Regions from separate parts of the Mus musculus genome. Here region 1 is linked to region 2. A link is a contact called in public capture Hi-C data. All regions are on one chromosome and are shown on one strand. Each heading gives the region's core, a stretch centred on a gene start, on an enhancer-like site or on the middle of the called end of the contact. The rest is flanking DNA. Distances are from core to core; before and after follow the strand shown.

Region 1 (5,162 bases), core at 1,091-3,590, 490 kb after region 2:
TTTGGATTTCCCATTAGTACCACCCTGTGATCAGAGCAGGGAGCCCAGATGTCCTCTCTGCTTCCTGAAAGGGCTTCTGATTGGTGGGGACAGAGAGACAGTGGGCTCAGAGAGGCCTCAGACCCAGTACCAAAAGAGCACTGAAATCCACTGCTTTCTATTCTAACAAATATTAATGATAAGAAAGAGTGATAAGCGTTAAAGAAAGACCCACCCATGTCAACAAAAGGCAGGGTGGGAAGCTGATGTTTGCAAACAGTTGTTGGTGTGTAAGCTTGGACTAGAGCTACAGGAGCACCTTCAGGACTAGGTGGTCCAGGGACAAGCTAAACAACTGGATCCCTTTACAGGAATCAATGAGAGCACACCCGGACAACCTATCTCCCCTTCATGACCCCGGGAGGGAGCTGGGAAGAGATTTCCTTGAACACCAGCTACATCCTCCTCAAATATCAGAGCTACATGAAAGGCTGCTTCTAACACTAAGAATTAACTGTAGTCAAGGATAAAAAGCTGAGATCTACCAAGCATGCTCTAAGTCATGTAAAATGCAGCCAAAGTTTTCACAGGGAGCCTTCAGGTGACAGCGAGGTAACAAGAGTCAAGCTCTTTGCCCAGCAAAAAATTTCAGGAGTCCAGTACTTACGCTGCAAGGGTTGTTGGCCGTCTGAGCTGGACTGTAGAAGGACCCCCACTGCGTGGCTCGCCTCTCTTCCCTGGACGGGGTGCTATTCACAGGTAGGCTGGCAGGCACACCAGTACCCGCTCCCATAGCATTGGTGGGCTGGCTGCTGGGAGCCACGAGGGCAAAGGCGTCATCCAGGAGGGAGTGCATGGTCTGGCGTGCCTCCTCGATGGACGGCTGAGGCGGGATGTACTGAGAGGCTGAGAAGGGCAGGCCGGGATACCTGCCCAGCTCTGTAGAGGAGGGTGTCTGGACATCAGCTGGGAGGTCAGGATCAGACTGTGTGAGAGGCAAGGGGGAGAATGACATGTGTGCTTCCGTGGGGCATGGGGTGGAGTGTGAAGCTAAATTCTGGGGCAGAGTGGAATTTAAAAATGGTCCTACTTTGTGGGAAAGGGTTTGTCATAAGAATTAAAAGTCATCTCTCTTAATAGGCATCATGTTTTATATGAGGCAAAGATGTCAACTGAGAAAAACCCAATGAGAATACTTCACAACTTCTTTTCTGTAAAACTCAACCGTAAAATAGATGTCAGACCCGGGGAAGGACATCTTCACTGAGAAGCCTAAGCAGCCACAAATCAGACTTCCAAGTAAACACACTAAGGAGACCCAGGCAACTTTCTGTGGCTGTGAAAACCAAAGGTAGAACAGACTATGTGTGTGTAGAAAGAATTCAGTACCCATTTAAAAACTGTTCACAATAGTAAAGACTAACAAATAGTCAGAAACCATGTCTCTAAAATAAAGGTATCTGAGTAATTAAGAAAAGTTTAATGTCCTGTCCCCACTATTTAAGAGATAAGAATCAGAGAAACAAGGTGGCATTCCACCCCCCCCCCAATCTTCCCTCTTTTTCATTTAATTTACTGAGACAGAGTCTCTCACTGGCCTGGATCTTCCTATGCAGACCAAGCTGGCGCCTTGAACACACAGTGATCCCCCTGTCTCTGTAGTCAGTGCTGGTATTAAAGGCATACAGTACCATGCCCAGCTAAAGATTTATTTTAAACCCTGTGTGTGTGCGCGCCTAAACGTCAGAGTCCCAATACTCTAGGCCCCTCCCTTCTCATCCTTCCTGGTCACACTTTAAAGAAGGAAAGACAGAGACAGTTTAATTTTTGGAGCAGGACAGACAGGTTCAGGCTGGGAAGGAAGGGTGGTTCCTTTGGGTTCCCACTGGCACAGAAAACCTACCAGAAAACCAACAGAGAGCCACAGGTCAGAACTTCCCACGCCTCTGTCTCCTTGTTGCCTCTTGAGAATTTGAAAGTCAAGCGTCCCTTTCCCACATCCCACCCTTTGGCGATGTGCTTCACGTGGGGACGGAACTCAACAAACGCAAACCCATGGACTTAAGGTTTCCTAAGGAAGCTTGGGTTAGAACTTAAAGTCTACTCTCTTGAATTCAGGTCTGCTGACCCCATTCTGCTTCAGGGCCCATTCATTCAGACGCGGACAGCCACCAGCTCATCCCAGACGGGGTACCAAAACCACAAGCAGTCCTCCTTAAGTGTAGCTTGGTGAGCCAAGTTTAACTTGGATTTCTTTACAGAAGTGAGGCTTAAAGGCGCATGGGCAACCGCCTGACAGCAGGAAAATTTTCATCCTGGCAATGATTAATCCTAAGGGAGGGGCCTTGAGTTTCCTGGGCCTGCTCCTGAGATGCTCAGGAAAAACACAGCTGCTCTGATCTCAAATGGCCATGGTCATGTCATGCCCAGAGGACAGCATTTTACAACAGATTCCTGCTCCTGTCATTCTTCAGACGACATCGTAGGTCATGTCCTGCAGTGGCTATTTTGCAGTCCTTAGTGGGCTCTTAAAAGACTGGCTTGACATCCTGGTTTAGCTGTGTGCCTGCTGCCCTGGTTTAATCATTAAGAGAACTTCCTTTCCCTTCCAGGAGCATCTACTTTGGACACTAAATGACAGTAAGGGCTCAACAACCTTGCAGCTTTTGTTGCTGATGTTGTTTTAAGGAGACAGAGCCTCTCTCTCTCTCTCTCTCTCTCTCTCTCTCTCTCTCTCTCTCTCTCTCCAAACTCCTGAGCTCAAGCCAGCGGCTTGGCTGCCGCCTCCCAAGCGGCTGGGGCTGTGCATAGGCACCGGCAGGCCTGGAGCCAACAAAAACTTTCAGTCAAGAGCCAGACAATAAATATTTTAGGTTCTTCAAGTCATAAAAAGTTGGTCACAACCCAACTCAAAAAGCAGCCAAAGACAGCATGCAAGCAAGGGTGTGGCAGTCTTACAAAAAGGCCCAGTGTTGACCAAAACAGCAGCAGGCTGGATGTAGCCTGAGGGCAGAAGTCTTCCGGGCCTAAACCTGAGAGATGACTGCATAAGCAGACAGGGTTGAGGATTTGGGGAGACAGCCCTCAAGGAGAGGTTATTTTGAGAGGAAAAATGGAAAATTCCAGATAATTTCAAACTATGTAGTACACATATGGTCTTAAAGGTAAAAGAAAATCTAGCTAGTGAAAGGTAAACTCTGAGAAAGGCATTATTTTTAAAACACACATCACAGAATTTTAGGGAGAGTAAAAAGTTAAGGACATCTAGGGAGGATTTTCTGAGCAGGGAATCTTTGGAAAGGCAGCCCTGGAGGCAAAGTAGGAAATCCTCTGAGGAAACCCTTGTACTTTCTGTGAAAGGAGAAAATGGAGAAAACAAAGGGCGATCCAAGCCAGGCCCCACGGCTTCCATCTGCCTTCCCAGTAGGAGATTGCTTGAGCTAGTAATCTGAGGCTAGCCTGGGCAACATAACAAGATTGTATTCCCCCAAATTAGGTTAAACCCAAAAGGAGGGTCCAGGACACCATGAGGAAAGCCTGCGCTGGTCATCAATGAAGACAAAGGAAGAGTCCAAGGAAAACCAACCTCCCTCCCTACAGAGAACTCAGTTGGAGGCTGGAAAACAAGCATCAACTGCTGGCTCCTCCGAGAAGCCAAGCCCAGGCTGCTAGCAAAGGCTGTGTGGGGAAGGAGGGAATGCGGTGTCCATTACTAGGCCTATGAAAGGACCAGGTGACTATACTAAGACTACGAGTACAGTTTCTACACACTGAGCGTACCACCACCAGTGTTTGGAGTGTTAGGACATATGCTTCCAGCAGAACAGGAACACCCATCTGTTGCCAGAAAAGCTGGAGTGACTCTGTGTGTGTGTGTGTGTGTGTGTGTGTGTGTTTCCTCCCTGGTCAGGGGGACCTAAATTCAGAGAAAGGAAGAGAAACTGCTTGCTCCTTTGCTCTACAGGGGCATCTGTAGTTAGCAGCGACTGCTCACAAGAACCCTCGGGAGGGGGTGACAGGGGTCAAGTGAGGCTTCAGAGCTCCCCGAGCTCCCAGGGAGGAGCCTGTTGCTTCCTGATGAGCTTGAAGAATCAGACTTTAGCCAATGTCAGCACAGTGTTTGCCACATTTTTATAAACATTTTGAATGTTTTTCATTATTTATTAACGTGTCATTTAGGGGAAAATAAAGAAACCTCAAATAAACCTCAGTGCTACAGGGCAACTGTGTCTTGTCGCGCGTGCGCGGTACCTTCTCGGAGGACAGGCTTGTTGCTATGTCACACAAGCAAAGCTGGCTCTCTACGTTTGCTCAGCACTGAGTTCTTTATGTTCCTCGCTGTTGCTGCTGCTGCGTCCATTAGACTCCCCTTCTCTTTCCCAGGGCATCTTCGTGTCTCTTGCTAATGGTCCCTTGGGAAGCTAGGTTTCTTTCCCCCTCAATGGACCCTGTGTGTATATGTCAGTGTATAGTGTATCAATGTCTGCCTTCATCACCTCAAGCCAGGCTGTCTGTGTGCCTTTCCATTTGAAAAATAAGGCTCTCATTCTTTGATTTACATTAAGCTCTTTCCCCCATGAACATTATACACACACACACACACACACACACACACATATACATATACATACACACACACACATTAATCATCCCTAATCTGAAATCAGAAACTGTGTGAGCTGACATGACACTCAGCTGTGGAGTTTGAACCCTTCAAACTGTAGCTTTTCCTACCAGGATGCTCAGCTGATAGAGTCTGAACAAACATTCCAACATATCCAGTATCTAAGCCAGGGTGGTCTCCGGCACTGTGGGTAAAGGACACTGACCTGAGCGACTGAGTCTCTCCTTAGCTCCTCAGGGATATGAGAGTGTGGGGTATGCAGACAAAACAGGAAACATCCAAGAAACCCAAACACCCATCTGAGCAGAGAGAGAAAACCTGGACATTCTTGCTCTTCCAATAACCGTCAAACAGCTCCCATTCCGAGCAGAGGTGGGTTAGCGTGTCACCCAGCAGCTCCTTGGCGTCACCGCTCCCGTGCCAGCTCAATCTACTCTGGGTGCTGCATGGCCTGCTGGCCCTGGCCTCCACTTTGTACAGGGCAGCAGCCAACACTGTGCACTCTCCTCCCCCACCAAGACACTGTCCTCAGAGCCCCCACCATGTTTCCCAAGGGTCT
Region 2 (4,434 bases), core at 1,622-4,121:
TGCAGGCATGAGCCACCATGTCCAGTGTCTGCTATATTGGGGCTCCAGTTCAGGGCTTCACTATGCCAGGGGCAAGCACTCTGCCAACTGAGCTACATCCTCAGCCCTATAACTTCCCGTTCAATATTCCTTTAGAAATGATATCCTGAGATTTTTGTTATTCCAGATAAATTTGAGAATTACTCTATCTCTGTGAAGAATTGAGTTGGAATTTTGATGGGGATTGCATTGAATCTGTAGATTGCTTTAGGTAAGATGGCCATTTTTACTATGACAATCCTGCCCATCCATGAGCATGGGAGATCTTTCCATCTTCCGAGGTCTTCTTCAATTTCTTTCTTCAGAGACTTGAAGTTCTTGTCATACAGATCTTTCACTTGTTTGGTTAGCATCACACCAAGATATTTCATATTATTTGTGACTATTGTAAAAGGTGTCATTTCCCTAATTTCTTTCTCAGCCCATTTATTTTTTAAGTAGAGGAAAGCTACTGATTTGTTTGAGTAAATTTTGTATCCAGCCACTTTGCTGAAGTTGTTTATCAGCTGTAGGAGTTCTCTAGTAGATTTTTTGGGGGTCATTTATGCATACTATCATATCATCTGCAAATAGTGATATTTTGACTTCCTCTTTTCTAATTTGTATCCCTTTTATCTCCTTTTGTTACCTAATTGCTCTGGCTAGGACTTCAAGTACTATATTGAATAGATAGGGGGAGAGTGGGCAGCTTTGTCTTGTCCCTGATTTTAGTGGGATTGCTTCAAGTTTCTCTCCATTTAGTTTGATGTTGGCTATTGGCTTGCTGTATATTGCTTTCATTATATTTAGATATAGACCTTGAATTCCTAGTCTCTCCTATTCTCTTTATACTTTTAGCATGAATGGGGTATTGTATTTTGTCAAAGGCTTTTTCAGCATCTAATGAGATGATCATGTGGGTTTTTTTTTCCTTTGAGTTTGTTTATACAGTGAATTGTGTTGATGGATTTCCATATATTGAACCATCCCTGTATCCCTGGGATGAAGCCTACTTGACCATGGTGAACGATGGTTCTAATGTGTTCTTGGATTCTGTTTGCAAGAATTTTATTGAGTATACACGGTGGAAATTGGTCTGAAGTTCTTTCTCTTTCTTTGTTGAGTCTTTGTGTGGCTTAGGTATTAGTGTAACTGTGGCTTCATAGAATGTATTAGGTAGTGTTCCTTCTGTTTCTATTTTATGAAATACTTTGAGAAGTTTTGGTATTAGATCTTCTTTGAAGGTCTGATAGATTTCTGCACTACAATCATTTATTTGGTCCTGGGGATTTTTTGATTGGGAGACTTTTAATGACTGTTTTTAGTTCCTTAGGGGTTATGGGACTATGTACTCACTGATAAATTGATATTAGCCCAAAAGAAGCTCAGAATACCCACAATACAATCCAAAGACCATAAGAAACCCAAGAAGAAAAAAGATCATACCAAAGTGTAGATGCTACAGTCCTACTCAGTAGAGGGAAGAGAATAATCTCTGGGAAGTAGAGGAAGAGAGGAGGGGGAGGGAAAAGGGGGGGCAATTCAGATTTGGGAGGAGACAGGAGAAAAGTACAGAGGGCCAGGAATTTGAAAGTAGGTGTGTAGCAGTGTGGGAGGGGGAATTGGGGATAGCCACTAGAAAGTCCCAGATGCCAGGGACCCAAGAGGTTCCCAGGACCCAACAGGGGACTTTAGCAGAAATACCCAACAAAGGGGAAATAGAACTTGAAGAGACCATATCTAGTGGATAGGCACAGCACCCAATTGAGGGATTGGACTACCCACCTCAAAAATATTAATCCGGAATTCCTCCTGTCAAAAGGAAATGCAGGGACAAAGAGTGGAGCAGAAACTGAAGGAATGGTCATCCAGAGACTGCCCCACCTAGGGATCCATCCTATCTGCTGACACCAAATCCAGACACTATTGCTGATAGCAAGAAGTGCTTACTGACAGGAACCCAGTATAGCTGTCCCCTAAGAGGCTCCGCCAGAGCTGGGCCAATATAGATGCGGATATACACAGCCAAACATTGGCCTGAGCATGGAGACCCCAATGGGGAAGTTAGAGCAAGGACTGTAGGAGCTGAAGGGGTTTGCAACCCCAAAGGAAGAACAACAATATCAACCAACCAGACCCCTTAAATCTCCCAAGGACTAAACCACCAACCAAAGAGTACACAGGGGGTACCCATGGCTCCAGCTGGATATGTAGCAGAGAACTGCTTTATCTGGCATCACTTGGAGGGGAGCCCCTTTGTCCTGTGGAGACTTGATGGCCCAGAATAGGGAAACACTGGGCTGCTGAGGCAGGAGTGGTTGGGCGGGTGGGGGAGCACCCTCATAGAGGCAGAGGGAGGAAGGAAGGTATAGGGGGCTTGTGGAGGGAAAACTGGGAAGGGGGATACATTTGAGATGTAAATAAATAAAATAACCAATAAAAAGGGGGGGGGGAGAAATGACCAGTGCATAGAGACAGGAATGATGTATTTTAACTAATTCTGTAGTTAGCCACTAAGATGTGGAGCAAGGTGTAGGAAGAAAACAACTAATAAAGTGAGAAGATAGGCAGAAGCAGGAGTAACTCCCAACTCAGGCTGTGACTTCAGCATTTCACTTCTTTATTCTGTTACGTGTAAATAACGTAAGAAATTCAGTCAACTTCCAGTTTATATTTTAGACCAGTCTTGACCTGTGATTTGGAAACAAAGCTTTCAAGCCAGAACTCCAGTGATTGCAGAAGGCAGAGTATCAGCCACTGTAGGTGTTTGTGTAGTTTCAAATCTTGCACCAGTTTACTACATGGTAGAGAGAGCCAGAGCCTGCGTTCTTCCTGCCATTTATTCAGAATGAGTAATGACCATCTGTTGGGCCCTTGGGAGGACCCAGCTTCATCAGTCTGACTGCCTTGGTTTGCATGACAAAGAATTCCCCGGAAATTCAAAACCATTGAGAGCAGCTCTCCAGCTGGTAAAGTAATCTACAAACAACTGTCAGATCGTCCCTCTCCAAAACAATACTGCTTATGAAATACAAGCATCGTGAAGTTGGAAAACTGTCTCTTGAGCTGGGGATGTACTCAGGTGAGAGATGGTGTGTGGAGCATGCACAAAGGACAGGTCCCAGCCACAGTACTCCATAACCCACGTGCTGGTGTACACCTGTTAGCTCAGCACTTCAGAAGTGCCAGCAACGAGGTCAGAACTTCAAGGTCATCACCAGTGAAGTAAGGGGTTTAAAGGACACCAAGGGCTACACAGAAACTCTGTCTAAAAACTGAACAAAGAGAAAAGCACAAACTTCAATCAGACTTAAGATTTTTATCTTGAGACAGGGTCTTATGTGGCCAACTGTTTTAATGTTTTATTTAAAACTTTCCTAACAGGAATCCACTCTAGAGAGAAAGACAGAACACAACAAACATTGCAAACATCTGTCTAATTTGGGAATCTTAAGCCAGTTTACTGCCTGGCAGGGAGAATCTGAAAGAAATAGAGTTCTGTGCTCGCTTTTCCAGAATGTTCTAGTTTGAAATGCGAAGTGTAAAGAGTTAATAATATTCTGCCTTCATAACTCATTATCACCCCATATCCATGAAAGACTGGCTTTTCTTCTGTTTATTACAATGTTTTTTTCAGCTTTAGAACCAAACTCAATTTCCATTCATCTCTTTCCTTCCATCGTAGTGTGTTTGATAAATGTCCCTGAATGTGTTTTTATGAATGACTAGTCCCCTCCTTTCTTATGAGTTATTTTGCTATTATTGTCTTTGGAGACAGTAAACTCAAAATCTTCTGCACTTGGAAAAAATAAGCAATCCATATGGTATTGTGGAGAATTTGTGCAGGAAGAAAGAGGCATCAAGAATAACACATGAGGAGCAGAGAAAGAGAGAGGGGGTGGCGTAAAGGTACTTGCTGTCAAGCTCTGTGGTCAATACCAGGGAAACCACCACAGAAGGACCTTCACACACATGTTGTGGCATACATGTATGTGCACACATACATATACACAATTATTATTATTATTATTGTTCATTCATTCATTTATTCATTCAATTTTAAGACCCACTAGCATATGAAACTGGGTTTAGTAGTCTGCACTACTAAACCCTGTAATCCCTGCACTCAGGAGGCAGAGGCAGATGGATCTCTATGAGTTCGAGACCAGTCTGGTCTAAAATATGAATTCCAGGACAGCCAGGGCTGTTACATGGAGAAACCTCTCAGAAAAACATTTTTTTTTTAAAAAAGAGAGATTAACATATGAAAGAAACCAATGCTAACCAAAGAAAGACTGGAAACCCCTCCCACAAGGTAACTGTCACAAAGCAGAGCATCTGAGAGAAACACCACATGATCTCTTCCAAGAAAGTGTGCTTCCATAAGGTTCAGGAGTCTGGTGGTCCAAAGCTCTC

The links. Capture Hi-C pulls out chosen DNA fragments and counts their contacts.
Region 1: a capture Hi-C map of embryonic stem cells shows a contact between it and region 2, with 2.8 times the contacts expected there. The contact joins two enhancer-like sites. A contact is called at or near these places in 1 of 115 datasets of contacts at active chromatin or transcription factors (trophoblast stem cells) and 1 of 9 other capture datasets (embryonic stem cells).

What each region holds. Positions count from the first base shown.
Region 1 is chr6:38,141,946-38,147,107 of GRCm38.p6, forward strand. D630045J12Rik (RIKEN cDNA D630045J12 gene) reads right to left here. Exons shown (of 20, transcript NM_194061.3): 16 at 647-964. Gm52858 (a long non-coding RNA gene) reads left to right here. Exons shown (of 3, transcript XR_003956278.1): 2 at 351-1,330; 3 at 3,476-4,216. Among named protein-coding and RNA genes, the nearest start is that of Gm52858, 4.5 kb to the left of the region's middle. Within about 2 kb of position 2,341, at least 101 of the 459 cell types and tissues checked have an H3K27ac peak or open chromatin away from gene starts, as enhancers often do. A contact at or near this core is called in embryonic stem cells, where this site is marked.
Region 2 is chr6:37,655,325-37,659,758 of GRCm38.p6, forward strand. No RefSeq gene overlaps it. Among named protein-coding and RNA genes, the nearest start is that of Gm38791, 57 kb to the right of the region's middle. Within about 2 kb of position 2,872, at least 27 of the 459 cell types and tissues checked have an H3K27ac peak or open chromatin away from gene starts, as enhancers often do. A contact at or near this core is called in embryonic stem cells, where this site is marked.